Regions from separate parts of the Rattus norvegicus genome. Here region 1 is linked to region 2. The links are chromatin contacts, called in public Hi-C maps. All regions are on one chromosome and are shown on one strand. The core of a region is the stretch at or near the end of the contact, and the rest is flanking DNA. Distances in the headings are between cores, read along the strand shown.

The links. Hi-C and Micro-C count contacts between places; a contact is called where the count stands out from the background.
Region 1: a contact with region 2 is called in a Hi-C map of Schwann cells, with 7 times the contacts expected there. The contact joins two enhancer-like sites.

What each region holds. Positions count from the first base shown.
Region 1 is chr2:62,590,736-62,597,634 of GRCr8, forward strand. It overlaps a transcript of Npr3 not described here. Among named protein-coding and RNA genes, the nearest start is that of Npr3, 65 kb to the right of the region's middle. Within about 2 kb of position 2,281, at least 2 of the 93 cell types and tissues checked have an H3K27ac peak or open chromatin away from gene starts, as enhancers often do. A contact at or near this core is called in Schwann cells, where this site is marked.
Region 2 is chr2:62,135,648-62,141,911 of GRCr8, forward strand. No RefSeq gene overlaps it. Among named protein-coding and RNA genes, the nearest start is that of Tars1, 24 kb to the left of the region's middle. Within about 2 kb of position 4,229, at least 3 of the 93 cell types and tissues checked have an H3K27ac peak or open chromatin away from gene starts, as enhancers often do. A contact at or near this core is called in Schwann cells, where this site is marked.

The DNA.
Region 1 (6,899 bases), core at 1,031-3,530, 450 kb after region 2:
CACAGGTTCAACATTGGCCCCTCCATCCTGATGAGAGAACCCATATTTGGATGAAAGTGTTCAGCCCTCTGAATTCATCCAGCTATGACAGACTCCCTTTTAGTCCTTTTACATACCTTCCTCAGAGGTTCACTTCAAGTCACACTGTCAAGACTGAGGCCACTAGCCATCAAAACAGACTGAGAAGAAAGCAGACTGTGTCTCTTACCAGAACCCTCCTCCAAATTACTGTAGGTTTGTCTTATTTTGCAGAAAGAAACAAACAAATAATAACAAATTGGTTGAATGTTTTATGGTATGTCAGGTGGGAGGTCTAAGTCTGAAACCATGGCAATCTGGTGAGGTTGTAACTCGTATTGTTTTCATTTTTCACACAAGATTGCCTAGCTCAAGGGTCAGAGCCGAGCTATGAAACAGAAAGGATGCAAGTGACCCAGAAGCAAACAGCATTTACTGCCACAAAGTGTGTAGTACACAGGCCTTCGCTCACACCCACTTCTGGTCTTCCTCCTCTCTGTGCCTTGGGAACTTCTGCCTCTGGTGATTGTGAGGGTTACACCAAGCCTGCAAAAGGAATTCTTTTCCTTGGCTCTATTTTGACCTGAGTAGATGGTTTCAGAAGAAGCTCCTTTTTAAAGGTATGAGGCCATTGGTACCTTTGACATTAATAGTTGCTACTTAAATCAACATAGATATTTATGCTTTACGGCTGGATCACATCCCTAAATCAGTGGTATTTAGGTCTCTTTGGGAATCCTTGGTAAAACATAGGTCCATTATCCCAATAAGGCATCCTTGGCCTGTCAAAAGTTGCTGGCTGAATATCATGTTTTGAGGGTACTGAGCTGTAGGGCTATAGGGAAAGAATCAAAGAATCCATGGCCCTAGAGATGGATGGGAAAGTAGCAAGAATGAATACCTTTTCCTAGAGGTCATCTCCAGGCTTGCCCTTACCCCTACCACACCTTCCCATGCTGCCCCACTCCAATCAACATCCTGCTACAGCATCACCTCAAACAGGATCCCAGTGCATGTGACACCTGTGGCCTCATTCAAGGACCCCCTGACTGTGGCATCAGGACCAAGGGGACAGTGCTCCAGGCACGCCAATCACTATATGTTTCTCGGACATAAGAATGGGTGACTTTTGAGACAGTGAGATGGCCTCTTTTAGCCCAGATGAAGCTAGAGATGCGGAAGGCTGATCACTCCATGTGGTATTCTTGCTGAGAGCTCTTTGGGAAACAGGACGGAAGTTCTCTGGACTGTGGGTGAGGAACACAATGACATGAATCAATGACATCATCGGGAGCATGCAATGTCTCAAGGTACCCAGGTTCATTCCCCTAACCTAGCTGCCTTGTCTGACCCCAGTAGGAGACGATGTGCCTAGCCCTGCAGGGATTTGATGTGCCAGGGTGGGGGATACCCAGGGGCTCCTCTACCCTCTCAGAGGAGAAGGGGAGGGAGGGGTGAGGGGAGGGATTGTGTGAAGCGGAGACTGGTGGGGAGGCGGTGATGGGGATGTAAAGTGAATAAATAGATTAATGAGGGAAAAAGATGCCCAGGTACAAAGTAGGGGGAGTATTCTCCATTCTTCAGGGTTTGGCACTCATCCCAATGACACATTACTATCTCTGTACATTTCCTTTGTGGGGCAAAAATTCTTGAGTCCTTCATGGACTCAACATTTCATTCAAACGTTTTAATACATCATCCCCAACAATTGATCTTTCGCTTTGGCTTATCCAAGGGAATAAAAAATCCTCAGAAAACTTGAAAATATGCAGTATATATTATAGAATTATAGACAGGAAACTGTTTCTGTAACTTATACTTTTAATGAGAACATATTGTTATACTTAGCTATGTGATATTCTTGCTGAATATGAACCTTTACAAGAACACATACACATTTATATCCAAACACCAAATGAAGTAGATTGCTTAAATGACCAATTTTGCACCAGAAATCAAATATATTATACAAAACAGGGTTATATCCACAATCATTAATCCTTGCTTTCTACACAGAACAACAATAAATTAAATCACATTATATGCAGATAGTTCTACTTACATCAGAATAGTAAACTATATGTAGCTAGTGTGGCCTTGAGTTTTCTGCCAGATTCATGGTAAGTTTTTATTGTTTGGTGGTCCTATATTTAAATTATCCATGAACAAAATGGCTCAAAAGACACAGGCTGTGGGGCTGACCTGCAGTGCCTAGCTCATGACCCCCTGGTGTTTGAGCTCTGCCCAGGGAACAAAGCTCTGATTCTCTACAGTTCGAGGGCACTTCCTTGCTGACTTATAGGCTACACCACACTGAACATGTTCAGGCACAGGCATTGAATAATGGATAAGATGGTCCATGTCAAAATCCACGTTTTCTTCTTTCTCTGCAGAAATAACTCTTTCTCTACCCAATAATAAGTGACACTTTTGTTCTAGAAAATAAAAATGAACTTGGTGGCCTGTTATGATTCACACTTGGCAAATGGACTCTTTATCCCTGTGCATATAAATTTATGTCTTTAAATATGAATCAAAGAAATGGAACATGTTTTATTAACTCGAAAGTCTACTTGTTCAAATCTTTCCACCAGGAATCATAGGATACCTCATATACCAAAGAGTTTTTGTGACATATTTATTTTTACCTCTGAGAGTCTGCTCTCAGTGAAATCCTTTCAATTATGTTTGAAGTGACTTAAAACAGAAATGCCTGCATCTGCTGGCTCAGAATGCTCTGAGTTTGGGATGAATGAACATTAGTGGTTAATGAGAGATTTGAACAACCTCCAATTCAGTGCCTTTTGAGGATTCTGTTCATCCCATAGGCCTGCGGGAGACGTCTGAAAAACCCGTAGGCTGAGAACAAAGTCCAGCTCCCTGGTTTACATGAAAATCACAGATGTGAACTGTCTGAGAGCATGCATGGCCAAGATACTGTCAGCTACCTCCTCACAGTGGTGCTGTTTTGTCTGTGTCTCTGAGTAAGTGCGGAGGCCTCCTCACAAGTTCCGACCTGCATGGGAAAGCTGCTGACACCTCCATAGAAATGCGATGGATGGCAGGTGGGACTCCGGGAAGAACAGTAGAGCCTGTGTCCGCTTCAAACTTCTTCTCCCTGTCACCTCCCCTGTCACCTCGGAGGCATAAGCTCCTGGTTCTTCTCTCAGGCATGTCCAGCACTTCTTGTGGAGACTGGCTATTGAAGAAGGTCTAAACTGTTCCTTATTCTTCCATTCTAAAGACCAACTTCAGAGATGGAACCCTCCAGTGGGGCTGGCTCATTCTCCCTACTTCTATGCTGCCCCTAAAGCATCCTGTGTTTCTAGACAGTTTCCATTTTTTCCCACTGACTAAGAAATTCAGCTCATTAGCAGCTGTCTTCTGAAGTCCTGAACCATGGGGTGTAACAAATAAAACATGCCATGTAGGTTTAGAGCCAAATGTCAATAGGCATTTACCTTCATAGTTGCACCCACTAGGGATCTGAGTTCTTTGTGTCTCAAGAAACTTAGGCCCTAGTATTTTCCAATTTATGAACACTGTTCCTTCGGTCTCTTTTTCTTAAATATGCATGCATGCGCGCACGCATACACATCTAAAAGAACCTGCCCAAGTAACTCTGCTTCAAGAAGCAATGGCTCCACTGGAAACAGCTTCTGAACCCGCTCTGTGTCTGTCCGAGATATACAAGGCCTCCCTTTTCACTTCCCACTGCCTGTCTTAGACTCCTCCAATCAGTCCCAACCAGAGGAAAAGAGGCAAGTTAGGGACACAGGCAGATGTGCCTTCAGCAAAGGGGCAGGGTGCCTGTAAGCAGGGGGAAGTGACTTGTCATTCCAAAAGCTTTTTCTTCAAGAGAAAGAGGAAGTGGGGGTGGGGCATCTGCTCTCATTCCATAGGATTCCCCTCTCCTCCATGAGTTCTGAAATGTAAACAACCATTTCAAGACATGTGGAGTTCTGTCCGTGGTTCAGGAAAAGACACGCAGATGGCTCCTCAAAACAATGCATGTTGACGGAGTCCATGTGAAACCTCTGTGCTGGGAATAGATATGACTCTACCCAGAAAGTTCTATTTCTGAGTTCAGCTTCTCTCTCAAATCTAAGACAATAACATTGGCTGTAAAATTCGTGTTTATTTCCATCACCACAAGTATATGCTTATTTTAGCGTGCATATGAACTTATATTTGACCAAATATGAAAAATGCTAATAAAATACTCACCCTTTGAAACCTTGATCATTGGACTTAAGAGTAAAAAATTATAGAATGGCTTAAGAACTAAAGTTCCATTTTGTTTATTATATAACATTGACTACTGACAGATTATGAATAATTGTCAAAGTAGTTGCTTTGCAGTGAGGAATTTGAGTTCTACAATACAATACCAAGAGTGCTTAACCCAGGGCCATCACGGAACAAACATCTACAGCCTCAGCGAAGGTTTCCCAACTTAGTGGTGTTTTCAGAACTTCATTTTAGAAACTCATATGAAGACTTATTTTTCCGAGACAAGGACTAACTGTGCAACTACAGCTGACCTGAAACTCACTCTGGAATCCAGTCTGGCCCTGAACTCATAGATATTCCCCTGCTTCCACCTCCCAAGTACTGGGATTGAAGACATGTGCCACTTTGCCTAGTCATGTAAAGACATTCAAGAAAGACAAACCATACAGCAGACATGTAAATGAGCAATCAACCTTAATAATACTAGAATTGCTTTAACATTGTAAGAAAGGACTCCAGGGACCTCATGATTAACCCTGCCTTTTTTTTTTTAAAGGCTAGCTTCCTTCTCATCTTTAACATCTAATCTGGGACTATGCTACTAACCTTAGAACAATTCCTCTAGCTAGAGCAAAAATAAAAGATACTTGTAGTAACAACACTGCCATTAATGGGTCACCATATAAACTCAAGAAAGGACTAGAAATATCTACACCCAAGGAATATAGCCAGGTAGAGAACTTTCCCCACCACCACCCTCCTGTAATTAACACACAGGTTCAAAAAAAATAAACATCAGAAAATGAGTATCTCTGAAACACAGGGGAAAACGTCGTTGAAAAAGAGAGAAACAAACAGCCCTCTGGCTCTAAGGACTGGGGTGGTTGCAGTCCGCTCATCTGTCTCCATTAGGTGCGTCTCTGACCATCAGCCGCAGCCTTCCTGAGTTGTGCTCCACAAGCTCTCCTCCTAGATTAGCATTTTTGAAGTTTACCTTTCTGGCCTACTTTTTCTGCTCTTTTGGAAGTCAGCATTTTTTTCCCTCAATATCCCACGTGCAGAACCACAATGTACCTCCTTCCATGGTTCAAGAGCTAATTCATTTTATCATGAGGTTTGCATCCCATTTCCTGAGCCATAAAGAAATGCACCCCTCACAGAGGCAGGTCATTCACTTTGACTTAACCGAGAATGAGGTGTGACACACTCCTTCCCCGGGGAGCTAGCTTTCAGAGCTTGCTGCGCTTGCCTGACTTTCTCTACAGTTAACCTGAACGGATATCCAAGGAGTTACTTAATTCCTCCCCTTCAAACTGGGTTTCAGATGCTCAAAAATGTTACCAAGAGAAGCGTAATTACAAGACTGTCCCCTTGTTCCCTCCTCGAATGATAAACTAGGAACCCAAATTTAAACCTCCGCACACAGAACCGAGCGCAAAGCCGATACCCAGCAAAGGTTGGCTCTCAGTCCTGGCCATGCTGCCCTTGTCTGTCCTAGATCACTGTCCAAGCTATGGGTGATTTGTGGTGGCTGTAAAACTCTATGAGGTTAAAGGGACACAGCACCTACCAACGTTCTCTTTTTTAATCAAAATCATCACCTCAGATTTTGATAAATTGTGTGCAGTTTTTTAAAATGTATCATCACTGTATCTTGCTGTCGAATTCTCACTGTCTGCTTGTTCTGGAGGGAAAGGGGTTGTGTTTCTTTATAGATTCTGCTGAAGTCTACTGGTTTTGAAGTGCATCATTCGACCATAGTTCAGAAGGGATGTAGCCCTCCAATAACATACATTTTAAAGCGGTCGAAAATGAACAACAGCTTAACATCAATCTAATGCTTCAGATACTGTAAGCTCAACAGACTTCTCCCCATCTTCAGTCAGAGCAGCGAGGTTAGTATTAGCCACAGCCAAGAAAGAGAACAGCAGAGAAAAAGAGAACCAGTCCTCCCTCACCACAGATTTGTCACACGCCTCCTCCATGCTCTTAAAATATAAGTGAAATTTAATCTTCAAAATGAAAAAATAGACACATTTCTAATACCAAAATATAAGATTAAAATACTTAAAAATAAAATGTTAGTATGAAGTAGGGCTTTTTTTTACATCATAAAAGAAACATTTTAGACTGATTTTTTTATATAAATCCACCTAACTCACTAGTATTTACAGATTTCCAGAGTAGCTTTGATGAGACACTAAAAGAGACAGGGAGGATCCTTTCTTGAGATATGAAGTCAGACCTGAATGTGGACGTTGGACGAAGCCCTCGGCAACCACAAACCTGTTCCCCAACTCCAGAGAGAGGGGCATGCATTCCCAGCCTTGAGATTTCTCTCATTCCTTTGTCCTCTTATTGGGTGTTAAATTCTTTCCAAGAATATTCTACTTGTAAAAATTGTTTTATTCTAGCTACAAAACATTTCATTTTGGAAAAACCACATTTTTATAACCTTGTGTGAAATACCCCCAAAGCAATCAAGATATGGAGACTCCAGACTTTCGAGACATAAATCTACTCCGATGCCCCTCCAACAGCCAGAACACTTAACAGGATTACGTTATATAATTATATCTGTTTGCCATGAGATGAAAGACCAGAAGGCAGATAGTGATTAATAATCATTCCTGAGCTTCTAAAGAAAA
Region 2 (6,264 bases), core at 2,979-5,478:
GGCCAGACGAGTGCTTCTTAGACCTCAAAGCCCACCCCCACAGTGACACACTTCCTCCAACAAGGCCACACCTCCTAATAGTGCCACACCCTATGGCCAAGCGTGCATACACAGGAATCTATGGAGGCCATTTCTATTCAAACCACCACAGCTACCTTGTCTTTTTGCCCTGATTGATAAAGGATGTCTTTTTTACATTTGATTTGTGCTTGGAATTGGTGTCTGGGTGTGGTCTGTGCCTAATACAGGGTCCAGAGAGGAACACCGAACAGTAAGCCGGTCTCTTCAACAGTCAAAGAGGCACATGAATTAGCCTTCACATCCCACTCTACTCCACTCCCATTCCATTCCCTCTACTGACTTTGGGCTACCTTTAATTATGTCCTTGATAACTAATTTTAGCAAAGTTGATGTGAACTTCAGTGGAGGATTGATATTATTCCAGGGTGCACATAGCTGGGGAAATTCATTAATGGGAGACAGATTAGAAGGTCAACTAGAGCCCTCTCCGGGTGAAACTTACTCTGAGCCCAACAGCACCCGAGGTTCTACATTTCTGCTATCTCCTGGCTAAATTAGTGCCTAGGTAAAGAGTTATAAGACACACAGAAATCCAGCTCATAAAATGTGAGTAGCAAAGCCTTACTTGCCATAGGAAAGGGGTTCCTAAATATAATATATTAAGGTAGATATTTAGGCTTTTTTTCTTGTCATTAACTAAAATGATTATTTTAGTGACACAATTTCCTTTTTATTCCTGTGCCACCTTTATGCCATTACTACTGAAGGAACTGACAAACTTTTTTTTTTCTGAAAGGGATAAAATACATATTCAGAGTTCTAGGACAACACAGACTATTATAAATATTCAACTGATGTAGTGTGCAAGCAGCTACAAACACGGAAATAAAATAAAAGTAGCTATGTTCCAATAAAACTTTATTTACAAAACAAAGACAATAGCTGCCAGATATCCCCCCTCCATGCATCAAGAAAAAGAAAGGTGTAGCAGAACTCACATCTCAAGCATTTTAAAGTCCAGACTCAGAAGGGCACATAGTGTCTTGGGGTCTCCTTTGTCAAATTTGGTTGCTAATGGTGCTTAGGAAGACCGTCTACCTAGCGGTTACACACCTTCATGGTTGCTTTCATTTTAGCAGATCAGATCTGGAGGGAAACTGTGAACCGTTGCCCAAGGGAAGCAACCCTGCATCAGATAACCCCGAAAGTCACTTGGTTCTGTCTCTTATTGCAAATTTCACTTGACCAAGGAATTCCTTACCCTTATTCTTGATAGTTTGGTGCAGTCATGACCTTAAAGGAACAAACATTTACTAATACATTGCCCAAGGCTTCTCTGTCATTTGTACTTGAGGGAGTTTCCAGTACACTTGAAGAAATAAAATCCTGTAACACAAAAGGCAGCAATGCATATACAATTACTGAACCAGAAGCTATATTTTATAGGCAACCCGAAGAAGTCAAAGATTACTCAGGTATTATATGTGTGCTTTTAAAAGACTATATATATATATATATATATATATATATATATATATATATATATATATACACACATTATATATAATATATAGTTTGTGCGTGTGCATACGTGTGTGCACAAATGTGTGTGTGTCTTGTGTGTGTGTTTGTGTGTGTGTCTTGTATGTGTGTTTGTGTGTGTGTCTTGTGTGTGTGTTTGTGTGTGTCTTGTGTTTCTGTGTGTGTTTGTGTGTGTGTATGTGTGTTTGTGTGTGTGTCTTGTGTTTGTGTGTCTATGTGTCTGTGTCTGTGTGTGTTCGTGTGTGTGTGTGTGTGTGTGTGTGTGTGTGTGTGTGTGTCTTTTTGTGAGGAACAAAAAAATTATAAACATGAAGTGCCCCTGATTTGGAGTCATTAAGCCAAGTAACTTCAAGGTGGACATCTATGCCGCCTGAGTTCTCAGTTTTCCCAGGCACAAAATGAGACAGTGTGCTCGGAGTTTGCTTTACATCGACTCAAAGGGATGAAACTAGAATCATCTGGGAACTTACTGAGAATATGCCTCAATCGCATTCACCTGTAAGTTGGGGGACACTTTCTTGGTTAATGATTGATGTGGGAGGACTCAGCTCACCACCCCAGGTGGGTAGTCCCAAGCTGTATAGAAAAGCAGGCTAAGCAAGTCGTGGAGCGTATCCTGCCGTGGCTCCCACTTCTGCCAGAGTTTCTGCCTGAGTTCCCTCAGGCACGGGCTCTGATTGTAAGACGAATAAAACCCTGTCTTCTGTAAGCGTTTTTTTAGTCACAGGATAGGAAGAAAACTACTACAGAAGTTTAGACTAGATCCCCCAGATACGTGTTAGTTACAGTCCTAAGTGTTAGCCTACATTTACTGTAACTTGGAGTGGATTTACTGGTAACTGTGGAGTGGATTATCCTGATGATCTTTAGTTAGGCCATTAGTTCATGAAGAGACCACTAGATGGCGCCCCTGTCACAGGTTATTTTGCTGTTCAGCCAGTATTTTAAATGTCAAAATACCTGACTAGTTGAATAAAAACTTAGGTTTTTTTTTTTTCAGTTTTTATGAATTAATTGTAGAAAATGTGCTATTTATATTAGGCAAATCAAAAGTTCTCAGAGCTACTTAGTACCAACACTTTGTACCTGGTACAAGACTTTGACTTGTATTTCACTGGATGTGCCTCTCTTTAAAGGAATGATGCTTGGAGAGAAATGATTGAGTCTGTGTGTAAGTTATCAAGTTTGATCATTTTACTCCTTTCCCCCAGTAATTTGGAAAAGGATTGCTCAAAATATCTGTGACTTAAGGCACTCTCCAGCCTTGCATGGTGGCAGGCACTTAGAATCTGGGCATCCTAAAGGCTAAGGTAGGAGAATTGACAGTTTGAAACCAGTTTGAGTTACTTGGCAAAATCCGGTCTCAAGCAAGCCAAAGCATCATTCAAATGAATAAAACAAATGAAACAAATGAAACAAATGGAAGGGGCTGGAGAGATGGCTCAGAGGTTAAAAACAAATGAAAGAATGAACAAGATCAAAGTAACACAGTAACAACGCTGGATACAAAAGTCATGCTATTCACGAATTACTCTTCTTCCTTGAAACTTGTTAGGGGCAAATTCTCTTGGAGATGCTAGGAATTGGCAGGATATTGAAATTGGATATTGAATTGAATCTCACAAACACCTGGTTAATCTGAGGTCTAGATTTTGGGAGCTTCTTGTTTTTTTGTAATGAGGCCATGGGTGGAAACTTGGAAAGGACTTTCTTTGAGAAAGGAAATACTTTTTTTGTAGTATTTCTTCATCAAACGATTTAACATTAGCTTTCATGCTATTCATCTTTTTAAAATAAATACAGGTATCTAATTTTGTTTCACAGTAATTTAGTGATATGATGGAATCTGAGAAAGTAACAGGACCCACAAACAAAAGTAACCTCAAAACAATAAAACCTCATTATCATCATATAAAGATACAGATGCTATCATTAGAACCTTGATATTGCAGACATGTTTAAGAATGTGTGCATCTGCACTGTCTGTCCTTTGTGATATGTGAGTTTTTATTTAGAACAATTTTATATGAAATGGTTAAATTGACGCTTTGGTATCCAAAGCAGGAAGTTTTGCTTATAGGAGAGTCATATAAACAGTGCATGCATGTGTGAATTGACAATAATTCTTTTCCCACAGTGGGATTGAGAATGGATCATGCAATAGAAACAATGAGTGCTAACACTGGCTTTATTATCTTAGTAAGCGGGGAATAATAGAAAAGTATACGGGGCTCTATGATGAATGAGTTACACAAAATGCAAAGTGCTGTATGGCACTGAAGCTCTTAGGGGATGACGGACAGAAAAGGGAGTGCACACGTCCTCCCGGGAAACCCTTCCCTGGTGAAGATGAGTTGAGAAAACTAAAGTGCTTAAAACTGAAGAGATAAAATAATGTAAGAACATCGGGGGAGTACATGAGGGCTCTTTTCCTTCCTCCCTTCCTTCCTTTCTTCCTTCCTTCCTTCCTTTTTTCCTCCTTTTGGGGCTGAGAGATGGTGTTGCTCTGTAGTCTGGACTGACCTGGAACTTACTGTCTAGGCTGACCTTGAACTCATAAAGATCCTCTTGCCTTCACTTTCGTGGGGCCAGGGCACCATGGAGCTGGGAGGAGCCGGTTCAGAGCAGGAGTGGGCTAGAGGTCAGTAGGGCACACATGCCCTCCACCCCACCCCATCCCCGCCCTCACTGCCAGACCCGTGTTTGTTCTTACTTTTACTCCACCAGAGGAGTTCATGTAGCCTGCTACAAGGCCATGTCTGGCAGCACCTGGGATCCCTCCTTATGTAAATGAGGTATGCCCAGCACCCTGGCCCCCATAGTCCCTACTCACCACCACCCACCCCAAAGACTGAAATAGCCTCTGTTCCCGCCAATTAAATGGGCTGTTCGATGAAGTCTGTCTCCTGAGCAGTTGTTCTGCTTCCTGCTCACTCACTCACTGCCTGTGCTCTCCACGGCCCAGCCATTCCCGCCTTGCTTCCCCTCTCAGGCCACCATGGACAATCGTGCTCTTAAGGGAGAGGGGACAGAGTGGGAACAACGGACTTCCTGCGTTCTCAGATGGCAGACGTGAACCACAAGAAGTTTCCTTGTGGTCAACTTCTCCGTGGATTGTGAAATTATAACAGGCCCCCAGAATTTAGAAGGCCCTCACGTCTTTAGCACCACGGACTCCATGGTAGACGTGCCATTCGGGCTGTAAAACAGCACTCAGACAGCATAGTCAGCCAAAAGAAATCAAAGCCCTAATCCATCAAAGACTGGACTTCTGGGAACATTTCTAAATGCACTAAGCTCTTTGGCTTCTGTATCTTCACTTCTGGCTACTTGTTCTTGTTAACTGAAGTACATCAGCCCAGGGCTTGATTTTTGTGCTTAAAACCTCACTCTGAGACAGCTCCGGGGGTACACTGGGATCCGGAAGACCTAGTGTCGTCGCCAGCCAGCTAATAAAGACTTTCTATTGGCTTAAACCTGTGTCTGAGTAGTCTTCTCCAGTGATACCCACAACAGAAATAAGACATTCTTCCATGGGTGAGAAAAGGAGGAGTCTTGGAAGCAATGTGGAGTTCCGGCCATGACTGTTCACGAGTGCATTTAAGAGCACAGATCTCCAGCTGCAAGGGGGTTTACGAGTCTAAGGGATCAGCTTTTGTGTTTCTTCTCCCTCTGTCTTGCTTTTCCTACTCAGTTTGCAAGATGAAGGAGGCCAGAACTTGAATAGAGACTTCACTGCGCTCCACTTTTATTATCAGTCTGTTCCCGAGGGGGAAACAGAGATGCTCAACTGTTTCTTTCTTTCTTTTTTTTCCCTTATGTCATCTGGCGTCAGGACTTTCTCCTTCTTTCCTTGATCCTCTCGATGAACTTAGTCTTTGGACAATGTAATTTGCGTGTAGCAGGAAGTTCCCAGTTGGTTTTAGAGAGCCAGAGCTAGAGAAATTCTCTATCACCTGTGTCCACATCTGTACGCCGATTGAATTTCTATATCCCCCTCAAGCCAAGCCTGTGTTTTGTAAAATTGTTAATGGAGTTAGAGACAATAAATAACCGGAACATGTGCATTTTTTCAATGTGAGAATTTCGTGTTTACTTGTTCATTGCTGGGGAACACAACACTTACATCCCACTTACTTTGATTACACCAGAAGGTCACGGGTCGTGTTACTGGGTTCAGGTGGTGTGTGTGTTCCCATAGTAAACTCCATAACACTTTTTCTATTTCGGTTGTAAAACTGTGTTTCAGGTCTTCTATTTCCCCTCAACTCCAGTCACTCAGGAAAGAAAATTACCTTATTTTTAAATGAAATAAAATGTTAAAGAATCAAAAAAGGGGGGGAGCTCTAATTCTTCAAATCTGGTTGCTGTTTGCAACCCTAACAGATAACCCATACGCGGCCAAAGGGAAGAAAGGATAGCGAGGGCTCCAGAGGAAGGGGCAAATGTTTACTCCAATATTGTTTGCTTCATCCTCAGAAAGAAAACAGCCAGGAGTCTTTTCCTTTCCACCTTTTATTTTAGTATAAAACGTGTTCTGCTAGTAGTCAACAGAAAACACCTACACCTTGACGTCAAATTCACAGTGTTTATCAGTAAGCAAACCAGGGTGTAGTGGAAGTGAACCTACTTTCTCTTCTTTTGAATGCCTTTCTGGAAAACGTTTAACTGTCAGAGGCCAGTTTGTTTGCACTCTTCCCC